Regions from separate parts of the Mus musculus genome. Here region 2 is linked to region 1. Evidence: chromatin contacts called from public HiChIP or PLAC-seq data. All regions are on one chromosome and are shown on one strand. The core of a region is the stretch at or near the end of the contact, and the rest is flanking DNA. Distances in the headings are between cores, read along the strand shown.

Region 1 (6,841 bases), core at 1,930-4,429:
CTTCTTTTTCCTTTTTCCCAGAGTGAGGGAGACTGAGTCTGTTTACAGAGTCTAGAACGGAAATGTCAAACATCTCAGATGTTGTGTGTTGGGGTAAGAAACGGGAATGTATACTTCCTAACTCGAGTATTTCAACAGCTAAAATAAATTCGTTAAAATACTGTTTGGAGGTCAAAACAAAACAAAACAAACAAACCAAAGAACAAAAAACATATCAGAGGTAGCTATGGTCCATGGGAGATGAGTTGCTTTTTAGAACCCAGCGTCTTATAAGATTGTGAACAAGCAATTTACTAATCTGCGTGATCGCCTGAGCAGAATGTGGTAGCAGTGGGGGGGAGGGTGTGGATGTGTCACCCAGAGTCTGTCAAAGGACAGAGGGACAAATGTCCCAGCCTTATGAACTGCTCTAATCTTACAACTATTGGGAAAACCGGACAGACAGTCTCAGTGTGATGCCTAAAGGTTTGACCACCCATCCCCACCTCATGCTGTTATCATTGAAAAATAAGTCACACCCTCCGCCTCTCCTTCTGCCTCAGTGCCTCTGTCCCGTGTTCAACACAATCAAATTTCCTGTTGTAGGTAACCAAGCCTGCTTCTCTCCTCGTGGCTATTCCACTCAGCAGGTGTTGTCTCTCACAAGCGCCTCTGCGCTAATATGACTGTCTTGTTGACTGTAACACTACATCCCGTTCATTTACTCGGTACAAGCAGATGTCAAGCAGAAGACAGATGCTAGTTGTCTATCTGGGGATCACCGTACTAGTGGGTCACGTGAAGCTCAAGGCAAGCAGGAGGATAACAAATAGGGAGATAGGAGAATGATTTGACTATTAAATACAAACGTAGACTCACGAATGCTGATCCTAGCAGAAGAATAGATTCCTTACTGTTTTTCCGCAGAAAGCCAAGGGACTCCACACTACACCTACTTCAAACCACTTTAGGTACCTATATACGTTGATATAACTTTTTATCCTGTTCTGAGTTTATTCCCAGAACTTGTGGCTACATGATTTTTTCCACCCAAAATCATAAATCTCACTGAGAAATTTTTAAAAAAAGTTGTTTTTCTTGTATCTTTGTTATGAGAAATTGTTGGCTTTAGGCAACATAGGTTGAAAACTTGTTAACATAATCGCTGAAATGTTAACAGGACTTGTGCCTATGAGTTTGTGGAGTCTCTCTTCTCCCCAGGGGTTGTTGGCCACTGGTAGGCCAGCAAGGACAACGGAAGCAGTGGGGGTGTGCATGGTGGATCAGATGGACCCGAAGACCAATGCAGTGAGACAAACCTACTCTTCCAGGAATAGGATATATAAGGGCTTCTAGGGGTATGGGTGGAGAGAGCTAATTGGCCATAATAATACATCACCTAATTACCATGCTGTGGGAAGCCAGAGCAGAACTGTGTGCTGAGTTATGCAGCTCAGCACAACTTTGTCATTCTTTAGATAGGGCCAGGCACCTGTGTTCAGGGACGCTCTCCAAAGAAAGTCAGGCAGAGAGAAGGAAGTCCCACTGAGAAAGGGAGTCCTTTTTGCACCAAGCTCAGAGAGCCATTCGGTCATGGGAGACCTTGGACTTAACACCAGGGTTCCCCAACATGAGTTTTTACTGGAACTATTCCTTCCTGAGCCCCCATGAAGTCTGGGTCACCAAGAAACTCAGGCCTTATTTCTCTGTCTCTGTCTGTTGTCAGGAGCCATCGTAGGACAAGCTAGTAATTAGCAGGTGATCTTCCTGAGACGGCTTTACTTTGGCTTATACCTACAACGAAGCTCCGATGGGCCAGGCCCTCGAGAAAATCATTTTAGGAAAGATTCCTGCTATTAATATGCTTTCCCTGTTATTAAACATATATAACAATCAGTAGGTATTATCCCACCCTTTTGAGCAGATCTCTGCAGAGCCACAAAAATGTACTATCTTGTAGTGATGCTATGTAGACAAATAGATGACTTCTTAAGTCTTTTTTTTTTTTTCTGGCTTCTTAAATCTTAATGATGATCCTATAAGAATTCCTAAAATTAGCCAGGCGGTGGTGGCACATGCCTTTAATTCCAGCACTTGGGAAGCAGAGGCAGGCAGATTTCTGAGTTCGAGGCCAGCCTGGTCTACAAAGTGAGTTCCAGGACAGCCAGGGCTACACAGAGAAACCCTGTCTCTAAACAAAACAAAACAACCCCCCCAAAACAAAGAATTCCTAAAATTAGTGATTATTAAGCTCTTTTACAATGGGACTGCTATTAGATCCTTTTCTGATAGTCGAAGCTGCAATGAGAACTCTGTCAGTTTCCCACCAGTTAATTGCTCTTAGTAACCAGACTTTCTCCTACTCAGAGCACATTCATTCTAAGAGGTTGTAAAAGAATTAACCAAAGGTCATAAAAAGGGAACTAATGATTTACTATAGGTGCAGGACAAAAGATAATGTTTTTTTTTTAGTTTAAAGTTTCATTTATTACTATTTTTCTACTTTCATATTTTCTTTCTTTTTTTATTAGATATTTTCTTCATTTACATTTTAAATGCTACCCCAAAAGTCTCCTATACCCTCCCCTGGCCGTGCTCCCCAACCCACCCACTCCCGCTTCCTGGCCCTGGCATTCCCCTGTACTGGGGTATATAATTTTCGCAAGACCAAGGGCCTCTAATCCCATTGATGGCCAACTAGGCCATCCTCTGCTACATATGCAACTAGAGAAAAGATAAAATATTGACTGGGCTTATCTAGACAAAACTTCACTAACAATTTAGTTATGGTTTTAAACCTCCAGTGAACCTGTGGAGCTCTGACAGGTGATGGATGTTTAGCCAGATAATTACTCCTAATGAATATGCATGCACACATTCGCTGTTGTAAACTTCTATTTCAATTTATGATTTGACTTTTTGTGTGAACTTGTGATGAACTTTGTAACATGTGATCGTGTATTCTGAAAGATGTATAAGTACTGAGAAAAAAAAGAGACAAGAAAAAGAATTTTTCCCTGGTCTTCCTTAGGATCTTTCTGCTTTCCCGTTTTCTTAGATAGCTTTCATAGAAAGCATTTTACAACTTAGTAGAAAACACTATAATCACTTTTCAAACTGTTCCTTTTCCTTCCTGTGCCTTCTGACTAGCAGGCTGAAAGCTAGAGCAGCTAGTTCCTGCTGAGACAGAACAAAGGCTGCATTGCTTAATCCTCAGCTGTTAGGCTACAGGTGTTAATCGCCCAGGCCAGCAGCGGTTTACCCTTTGAAAGAGCAAGAAAGGTTTTTTTGTTTTGTTTTGTTTTGTTTTGTTTTGAGGGCTTTCCAGAAGTTATCTTCAGCACTTCCGTATAGTTAAAGAGCTAGAATGTCCGGAGACACTCAGACTTTAAAGCCATGCCAGAGTCCTACTCTGTACCCTATCTCCACCCTCTCCAGGCCGGAAGTCTCTCTCTGTCTCTGTCTCTCTGTCTCTGTCTCTGTCTCTCTCTCTTTCTCTCTCTCTCTCTCTCTCACACACACACACACACACACACTTCAATTGTAAAGAGTCAAGACCTGGAACTAGGGGCATTTTAGAGTTTGTATGCCAGGTGGTTAATGTGTTACTTATTGTTGCTCTTGCTGCAAAAGCACAATACACACAGTCCATTAGACACACACTCCATTAGACACACACTCCATTCCCCCTGCAGCCAATGTGAATGTAAACTTGTTAAAGCTCTTCCAACGTTGCTCTCCATAGACACTGCACTCATGTGCCAGACGGAGAGTGTCTCCACCTTGGACGAACTGAGCACCAACACCCAGTTTGCTCAGTGTGCAATCTGTGGAGAATGAGAGATTCCAGTTTCCTAATGGCTTCAGAACAAGGCTCACCCGCCAGCCCACGCAGATGGAGAGATCTGCTTTCACCACGGGAGACCCACATGGCTATACAGTGTAAGGGAGAAATGACACGCCTGCTATTTCATCAGTTCATTCAGAGTTATTCTTACCATTAATTTTTGCAAAAGTCATATTGTCTCTTCTTTCAAAATCGCTTTTCATATTTCTTTTAAATTGAGACTAATGAATATTCTCTAATATTAATTAAAATGAAATGCATACACATCCCAATCTCCCAACCTCCCTGATAGAATTTCATGTTCATACAAGCCAACAGACAGAAATACTGCAGTCAGATGCCCATGAACAGTAAATTCTAATATATTCCTATAATATATATACATATATATGTATAAATATATACTATATAAGTAGAAATACACACATATATGCATACACACATACCTATATCCATATATACAGTGATTAAATGAATAAACTATCCCAGAACAATGCAACATGACTGGCCATGGAAGAATTAGAAATCCCACTGTGTTATTCTGGTTATCATATATTTCTTTAAAGATTTATTTATTTATTACATGTAAGTACATTGTAGCTGCCTTCAGACACTCCAGAAAAGGGTGTCAGACCTCATTATGGATGGTTGTGAGCCACCATGTGGTTGCTGGGATTTGAACTTAGGACCTTCGGAAAAGCAGTTGGTGCTCTTAACCGCTGAGCCATCTCTCCAGCCCTTGGTTATCATATTCTAACCTGGGAAGGTTTGAACTACCTGTCACATTACCAATAGCCATTGTTAGCTCTGGAAATGTGGAACCCAAGAAGAGGTTTTGGGTGTCCTAGTAATTTCTATTTCTTGACAAAAATTATGGTTATAGGATCATTCATTTTTTTAAAAAAAAAGATTTATTTTAGTATGAGTGCTCTATCTGCATATATATCTGCAGAAAAGGGTGTCAGATCACATGGTTGTGAGCCACCATGTGGTTTCTGGGAATTGAACTCAGGACCTTGGGGACAGCAGTCAGTGCCTTTAACTACTGAGCCATGTCTCCAGCCCCGAGTGTTCAGTTTTTAAAAACAAAACTTTGCCACATATTTATGTCTCATGTTCTCCTTCTGTGTTCTACACTTTAATTTTTAAAGCATTCTACAAAATGGCAGGCAGATTCTGCCTGAAAATTAAGTGAAGAAGAGGACCCCACGTTGGCTACTATTTCTTGTTTCCTTATATCTCACTGCCCCCAGTCTCCCCAGGGTCTCCTAACTCTCCAAGCAGCCTCTTGGACTTCGTCTCTTCTTGAAGATCTGTCTCTGTCTAACATGGCTCAGCCTTTAGTGAATGCAGTTGGTAAACTTCTCTGAATAATGTGGACGAGGTAATTTATCATTTCCATATGGTACGTATAGAAATTGTTAAAGGAAAGACATTCAGCTATCAGACTTACGTTGTGAGGTAGATCCGATTAAACACAGACTGAGTTTCCCCCCAACCCCCACAGCTCACTCTGGCCCCACTTACTCCGGCCCCACTCGATCTGTTTTTATTTATTATATATAAATATATTGTAGCTATTTTCAGACACCCCAGAAGAGGACATCAGATGGGCATCACAGATGGTTGTGAGCCACCATGTGGTTGCTGGGATTTCAACTCATGACCTTTGGAAGAACAGTCAGTGCTCTTAACCACTGAGCCATCTTTCCAGCTCACGGATGAGTTCTGTGAAGAGATGGTGTAGGGATAATGATAAGGGGAAGGAATGAATAACAATCAGACAGTGGAAGTCTGAAAAACTAAACTACTTCATTTAAAACTATGGCTATAATTTTTGTATCTGTGAAGAGAAAGGTTGAGTTGAACATCTCCTAATGAGTCTTCCCCATTGTAGAACCACATTTTCAGTTTCCCTCAGTCTAAGGGGCGGGGCTCTGTGGCTCCTGTCTATAGCCCCCCTCCTTGGGGAGGTTCTAGGCAGAGACCAGGTTCTCTCACCGTCCGGCTATCATGAGCTCTCTCTCTGATGCCTTCTTCCTTATCTTGGTGTACAGGTCGATGGTGAAGAGGGTGCTGGCGCTGTTGAAGATGGAGGTCAGAGAGCTCATGAGAGAAGCCAGCATGACTGACAGCATCAGGCCTCGCAGTCCTGGGGTCAGAGGGAGCAAGCTCTGGTTAGAGTGGATGTCATGGCTTATGAGTGACTTGCTACATCAAAGAGCCATTCAAGGATATAACACTCACAGAGTTATGAGCTACTGCAACTATCAGTGGGTATCATTGCTGAATTTTTCTTGGAAATTCAATCAGTTAAAGCACACAAAATATTTAGAAAGTTATTGAAACACAGTAAAGCTTCAATATGTGTTGGATACTGTGATTATTCATGTAAAGTGAATTCATCATTATAGAATGCAACAAGGTTTAATGAAATTCATCCTATTTGAATGTAAAAGATGTGGTAGTGAAATCCTTGTCTTTTAATCTGGGAGTTTAATTTTAAAAATACAGAGGTATCATGTGGTTGGTTAGCTTCTCTGGCCTAAAATTAGCTTGAGAAATGTAAGTACCTGGATTTCTTATACAAACATTTTCTGAGGTTCTTTCTCTGGTTCAGTTCAGTACTCGCTTAAGAGCTAAATATTACTTAAAAGTTGTTGTGAATGGACCTGGTGCTGTTTGTATGTTGTATGCTAACTCCGCTCTCCTGGAAGGGGCTGCAGACGAGGATTGAGTCGTACTCAGGTGACTCCTTGTGAACCAATCCCCTAATGAATAAAGGAGCCAATGACTGGGCAAGTAGGCAGGACTCCGGGTTGGATGAGGGAAGAGAGGAAGCCAGAGAGAGTTATGTCTTTCTGGATGGGGGTAGTGTGAGGAGAAGATATAATTAGTAGTGTCTCCCAGTTTCAGTGGTGAATCCTAATGGAGGATTCCTAATGGAGTCGCCACCGGAGGATTTAGATTTAATATGGTTTACAAGATTAAGATTTTAATTGCTAAGCCCAGAAA
Region 2 (6,841 bases), core at 2,721-5,220, 70 kb after region 1:
CCAAGTGACCATCAGTGACCATGATTCTTTGCATCGTTGTAGTATTCTTCATAACTGTGAAGAATGTAGGCATAGCTAAGAGGCAAGGAATAGCTAAATAATAACTGTATTACACACCCCTTTATGGAACATTAAATATCCTGAAGACTGTTCCTAAGCTTTGAGAAATATTGAGATTATTTTGTTAAATGTAGAAATGAAGCTCGAAAATATTGTCTCATTAGTGGCCAAATGAGATATTTCTTCAGTGAGCCAGTCCATAAAAGTCCTGCCACAAATTTATAAAAACCTGAATTCAGAAACCCAACAATCCCATAAAAGCCATGTTCCATGTCTCTAGCCCTAATGCTGGAGAGGCAGAGAGAGGCAGAACCCCAGAGCTCACTGGCCACCAGCCTAGCCACAACAGTAGGTTCCAAACCCAGGGAGGGAAACTGCTTCAACAGAACATGCTGTATAAACATGAGGATCTGATTACGGGTCTCCAACACCCAGGAAAAGAGCTAGGCATGGCAGTGTATGTATGTAGCCCGAGCTCTGTGAGGCAGAGATTGAAAGAGGGTGGAGAGTTATAGAGACAGATACTTAATATTGACTTCTGACCTTCGTGTATATAGGTCATGTACACACAGACACATCTATGTTCACCTAGCATAACATGGATATATTATATACATACATACTTGTCTTAGTCAGGGTTTCTATTCCTGTACAAACATCATGACCAAGAAGCAAGTTGGGGAGGAAAGGGTTTATTCACCTTACACTTCCACATTGCTGTTCATCACCAAAGGAAGTCAGGACTGGAACTAAGCAGGTCAGGAAGCAGGAGCTGATGCAGGGGCCATGGAGGGATGTGACTTACTGGCTTGCTTCCCCTGGCTTGCTCAGCTTGCTTTCTTATAGAACCCAAGACTTGTAGTTCAGGGATGGCACCACTCACAATGGGTCCTCTCATCCTTGATCACTGATTAAAACACCTAACAGCTGGATCTCATGGAGGCACTTCCTCAATGGAGACTCCTTTTTCTGTGATAAAACTCCAGCTTGTGTCAAGTTGACACACAGAACCAGCCAATACAATGCTGTTTCCTGGTGAATGAGAATTTTAAATGAACAATAATAAATTTGAGAAGTTAACCTGTTAAACTATTATTGGTCTAGGTGATTTTTTTTAAGATTTATTTATTTTTATTAGGTATTTTCCTCGTTTACATTTTCAATGCTATCCCAAAGGTCCCCCATACCCACCCCCCCCAATCCCCTACCCACCCACTCCCCCTTTTTGGCCCTGGCGTTCCCCTGTACTGGGGCATATAAAGTTTGCAAGTCCAATGGGCCTCTCTTTGCAGTGATGGCCTACTAGGCCATCTTTTGATACATATGCAGCTAAAGACAAGAGCTCCCGGGTACTGGTTAGTTCATATTGTTGTTCCACCTATAGGGTTGCAGTTCCCTTTAGCTCCTTGAGTAATTTCTCTAGCTCCTCCATTGGGGGCCGTGTGACCCATCCAATAGCTGACTGTGATCATCCGCTTCTGTGTTTGCTAGGCCCCGGCATAGTCTCACAAGAGAGAGCTATATCTGGGTCCTTTCAGCAAAATCTTGCTAGTGTATGCAATGGTGTCAGCATTTGGAAGCTGATTATGGGATGGATCCCTGCATATGGCAATCACTAGATGGTCCATCCTTTCGTCACAGCTCCAAATTTTGTCTCTGTAACTCCTTCTATGGGTGTTTTGTTCCCATTTCTAAGAAAGGGTAAAGTGTCCACACTTTGGTCTTCGTTCTTCTTGAATTTCATGCGTTTGGCAAGTTGTATCTTATATCTTGGGTATCCTAAGTTTCTGGGCTAATATCCACTTATCAGTGAGTACATATTGTGCGAGTTCCTTTGTGATTGGGTTACTTCACTCAGGATGATACCCTCCAGGTCCATCCATTTGCCTAGGAATTTCATAAATTCATTTTTTTTAATAGCTGAGTAGTATTCCATTGTGTAAATGTACCACATTTTCTGTATCCATTCCTCTGTTGAGGGGCATCTGGGTTCTTTCCAGCTTCTGGCTATTATAAACAAGGCTGCTATGAACATAGTGGAGCATGTGTTCTTCTTACCGGTTGGGACATCTTCTGGATATATGCCCAGGAGTGGAAAAAAGACAGCATTTTCAACAAATGGTGCTGGCACAACTGGCGGTTATCATGTAGAAGAATGCAAATTGATCCATTTCTATCTCCTTGTACTAAGGTCAAAGTAAGATTTATTTTTTATGTATACAACCTTCTGCTCGTATGTATGCCTACAGGCCAGAAGAGGGCACCAGATCTTTTTATAGATGGTTATGTGCCACTATGTGGTTGTTGGGAATTGAACTCAAGACCTCTGGAAGAATAACCAGTACTTTTAATCTCTGAGCCATCTCTCCAACCTGGTCTAGGTGATTCTTAACCAGCTTTTAAAAACAACCATTATAATATGTTCCACATTAAAATTTCATTGTGATATTATACAACTATTCAAGTGGAAAATATCCATCACTTACTGAATTATCACCCAGCTGATCCTTATGAGTGATACTTTTAGATGCTTATAAATGGGTAAGCATGTCTGGACATAGGACTTCACTTTCTCAGGGGAGGAGCTGCTACTTATATTTGAATTCACTGTGCCTGGGTGCCTAAGTCTCCTGTCACTTATCTGAGATGGGATCATTTTCTGTTGTCTACTCTGTTGCTAGACCACATCCAAAAGGGATCCCTGCCCCCATAGGCCAGTGCCAGGGGAGCTACTGGTCTGAGACACTGTAGAAGGTTCTGTTTTGAGTAAGGAGTAACTAGACCCATGCTGTCAAATTCAAAGTTCAGCAACCAATTTCTAGACAAATACATCTTCTTCCATCTATGATCTTGCTTCTTCTCTCTGTTCCCCACTTGCAGATTGTACCTAGTTGAGTCCTGCTCAATGAACTGTGTCTCTCCTCAGATAAGGTGGCCTGCATTGTACCTTCTGAGTGTGAGAAACAGTGTGGCACTGCGGTCGGCTGCACCAACAATGCCTACCCCACCCTGGTGCTGGAGTTGATGCCTGATGGTAAGTAACCATCCATAGCATGTCTAGAGGGATACACGGGCCATGAGGAACACATTGGGGAAGACCCTCTGGCAATCCTTCCATTAATGCAGTCCTACTCATCAGATAATCCTTGAGAATCAGTCACAGTCACCCAGTCACCTGCTGGCTGGGTCTGGAGATTGCAGAGAGGAGCTAATTTCTGTTAGAAGAATACTGCCAAGGGTGAATGTCTGGTTATGTCAACTTGACACGAGCTGGAGTTATCACAGATAAAGCCTCCCTTGAGGAAATGCCTCCATGAGATCCAGCTGTAAGGCATTTTTTCAATTAGTGATCAAGGGGGGAGGGTCCCTTGAGGATGGTGCCATCACTGGGCTGGTAGTCTTAGGTTCTATAAGAGAGCAAGCTGAGCAAGCCAAGGGAAGCAAGCCAGTAAGTCACATCCTTCCATGGCCTCTGCATCAGCTCCTGCTTCCTGACCTGCTTGAGTTCCAGTCCTGACTTCCTTTGGTGATGAACAGCAATGTGGAAGTGTAAGGTGAATAAACCCTTTCCTCCCCAACTTGCTTCTTGGTCATGATGTTTGTGCAGGAATAGAAACCCTGACTAAGACACTCAGTTAACATTGCAATGATTTTCTAGCTAAAGAAGAAGTTGTAATGCTATACATGTGTAGACCCAGAAGACTAGATGTTAACTTTTACCCTGGCTTCTTTAGACTAACATCTCTCAGTCCACGTGCTTTATATCTCAGCATACACCATTTCTCAGGCATTTCTGTGGATCTTATCATTTATCAATAAAGCAAGCACAATTGCCCAGCACTTTGGAACTCACTGTAGTTTTTCTCTATAGATAATAAGGTGCATCTGTGAAGGTCAGAGTTTTAGAATTCCAGGAAGTGATTATTGCTCCAAAGAACACAAATGGAGCAAGGTACAGAGCCCAGAAGTGACTGGGTAGTCTGGGACCTTGACTAACAGAGTTCTACTGACTCTCCTCACTGATACACACAAATGTATTCAGGATAAAAGGAATACAATCCACAAACTCAACGTTGTGTGAACGTCATCCTACCCTGGAACCATTACTGATGCATGGAAGGAACTCAAGTGTGAAGCTCTCACAATGATTCAAGTCCATCATCTTTGCTCATAAAGATTTTTCAGCAACATCACCTGTCAGGATTCTAGCTCTCCAATTCTCAAAGTCTTCAGGAAGCCAAGGGTTTCATCCCCCAATGGGATGAAATACTGGGTCACTCTCAGATTACTAGAGGAAATTAACTATGATCTTGTAACCTGCCTAAACAAGCTATCTTCTGACATACCAGAAAGAAGAGGGTGTTAGATCTCATTACAGATGGTCGTGAGCTACCCTGTGCTTGCTGGGAATTAACTCAGGACCTCTGGAAAAGCAGTCAGTGCTCTTAACTGCTGAGCCATCTCTCCAGCCCAAGAAATGTTTTTTTTAAGTGTTTATATTGTATGATAAAAAAATCTTAGAGATAACATAAAATACCTAATTTTTATGTCAAGAACAAACAAGAAAGCTAAATTTCCCCAAACTGGTAGAAAAAAAATTATGAATCAAATTTTGTACATTTGACATTATCATTATAAATTTAAAAACCCTTTGGTATTCAAAGTAATTTCATTAGAATGACCCAAAGTTAGCCTTTATTTATTATGTCTAATCCTGTGATTTGCATCTGTGGTCAAAAATAATACTATATGTGTTATCTACTTTAGGTTTAAAAATAATTAGATATAATATTTCACTGTTTATCCCTAGATAGCTTTGAACACACTATAAAGATTAGGCTAACCTTGACTTCACAGATTCTTCCTGCCTTTCTCTCCCTAGTGCTGGTATCAATCAATAACCTGATTAAGCATGAAAGTCTGAAATGATGGTAATCAAAATGATAACAAATTCAGTTTAAAATTGAAAACTCCTAAGTTGGTAGAAGTTTGCAGGTGAGGTAGGAAAGGCATGTGGAAGGGTGGAAATCAAGAACAGCTCACAGATACTATGATGGTTTACATATGCTCGGCCCAGGGAGTGGCAGTATTAGAAGGTGTGGCCCTGTTGGAGTAGGTTTGTCACTGTGGGCTTTAAGACCCTCATCCTAGCTGCCTGGAAGCCAGTCTTGCACTAGCAGCCTTCAGATGAAGATGTAGAACTCTCAGCTCCTCCTGCACCATGCCTGCCTGGATGCTGCCATATTCCTACCTTGATGATAATGGACTGAACCTCTGAACCGGTAAGCCAGCTCCAATTAAATGTTGTCCTTAAAAGACTTGCCTTGGTCATGGTGTCTGTTCACAGCAGTAAAACCATAACTAAGATACTATTTAAGTATGACAAATCCGGAAATAAAACACAATAAAATCTCTGTTTTCTTTCTTTTGTTTGTTTCTAAGACAGTGTCTCTACATAACCTTTGAAGTCCTGAAATTCACTGTGTAAACCATGCTGACCTCAAACTCACAGAAATCCACCTGCCTCTGCCTTCCAGTTCCTGGGATCAAAGACATAAATGTCTATGCCCAACCAATAAAATATTTTTAAAGAATAAAAGTAACGACTTAGACCAAATGAAAGTAACCGTGCTGTAGCCCTGACAAACGCACGCTAAAACAGCAAATGTAGCCACGTCCTGTGCAGGACAGCTGAGTTTGCGCCATTCCTGATATCACAAACCCAGAAGTGGGAGTCTAAAGATACTACTTGGAATTGTGAACAAACACTGAAGAAGTTAAAAACATAAATGATTCAAAATGCTGGGTGTGGTTTGATGTGTGAATTTGTAGGTGACCTCTCCTTTTAACCTATCCTGCCCTGGCACAGTTAACGTTTTTTAAAACTGTGTGTTAAATGAGGCATCATTGGATCATTGTAAATGTATCCCCATCACTAATGAACTTGTGCGTTGTCTCTGTTTAGCTGTACCACCTGTGCTGGAGTCTTTGGAACAACACAGAGGAGCGGATGGACTTGGATGCAGAAGAAGAGGAAAAAGAAGAAGTAGTAGTAGTAGTAGTTGTTGTTGATGGTGGTGCTCTTGAAGAAGGTACTATCTATCTTGCTTACCTTATTTTAATGTAAGAACACTGTATATGTTTGGCTATGTGGCCTTTTATGGGTTATATTTGTTTTTAATCCCACTAAATGCAGCTTCCAGGATTTAAATATACATATGTATAAAACTAAATATTTAATTTATACATGCTCAACACTTATTCATCTCCAGTCCATCCATCCATTATCTATCCATGAAACCGAGTGCCAGCTGCCAAAATAACAGTTACAGACTGACTCATCTCTACATACTGTGCTCAAAAGATCAGTCTCGATTGGTCATGCCTGAGTGTCTGACACAATCCCCTCTTCACCCTGATTCCTTACTGTTCTCCCTAATACACCTTCTCCTCCAGACCAAGCTAGTCGATTTGCTATCAATTAACTAACTTCTGGGTTTGTTTCTCTTTGTTTTTTATCTTTCTATCTTCTCTGTATACCCTTCCATTTACATTATTTGAGGTTACTCTATTAAATATGATGTCTACATTAGGTTAGATGATAGTTGGGTATTTCATTAATTTTCAGCCTCTTTTAGACACAAAGATCATGCACTTTCTACACCATCCCCCCAAAAATACTTGTTCTGTGTTTCACAGATTTCTGCTTTATCTTTAATTATTTTTCATAGATTACTGTTAAGAAACATGTCTTATTTTTTTAATGCCACCATGAAAACAC

Evidence for each region. HiChIP or PLAC-seq counts read pairs in DNA pulled down with a chosen protein or histone mark.
Region 2: an H3K4me3 HiChIP or PLAC-seq map of intestinal villus epithelium shows a contact between it and region 1, with 5 read pairs. The contact joins two enhancer-like sites. A contact is called at or near these places in 2 of 39 promoter capture datasets (embryonic stem cells and liver), 1 of 15 datasets of contacts at CTCF or cohesin (the NIH/3T3 cell line), 3 of 484 Hi-C or Micro-C datasets (forebrain, morula and nephron progenitors), 2 of 115 datasets of contacts at active chromatin or transcription factors (embryonic stem cells and intestinal villus epithelium) and 1 of 9 other capture datasets (adipose tissue).

Annotation. Positions count from the first base shown.
Region 1 is chr10:76,064,677-76,071,517 of GRCm38.p6, forward strand. Slc5a4b (solute carrier family 5 (neutral amino acid transporters, system A), member 4b) reads right to left here. Exons shown (of 15, transcript NM_023219.2): 11 at 5,828-5,978. Among named protein-coding and RNA genes, the nearest start is that of Gm16222, 11 kb to the right of the region's middle. Within about 2 kb of position 3,180, at least 31 of the 459 cell types and tissues checked have an H3K27ac peak or open chromatin away from gene starts, as enhancers often do. A contact at or near this core is called in intestinal villus epithelium, where this site is marked.
Region 2 is chr10:76,134,196-76,141,036 of GRCm38.p6, forward strand. It overlaps the pseudogene Gm19217. Among named protein-coding and RNA genes, the nearest start is that of Slc5a4a, 9.8 kb to the right of the region's middle. Within about 2 kb of position 3,971, at least 2 of the 459 cell types and tissues checked have an H3K27ac peak or open chromatin away from gene starts, as enhancers often do. A contact at or near this core is called in intestinal villus epithelium, where this site is marked.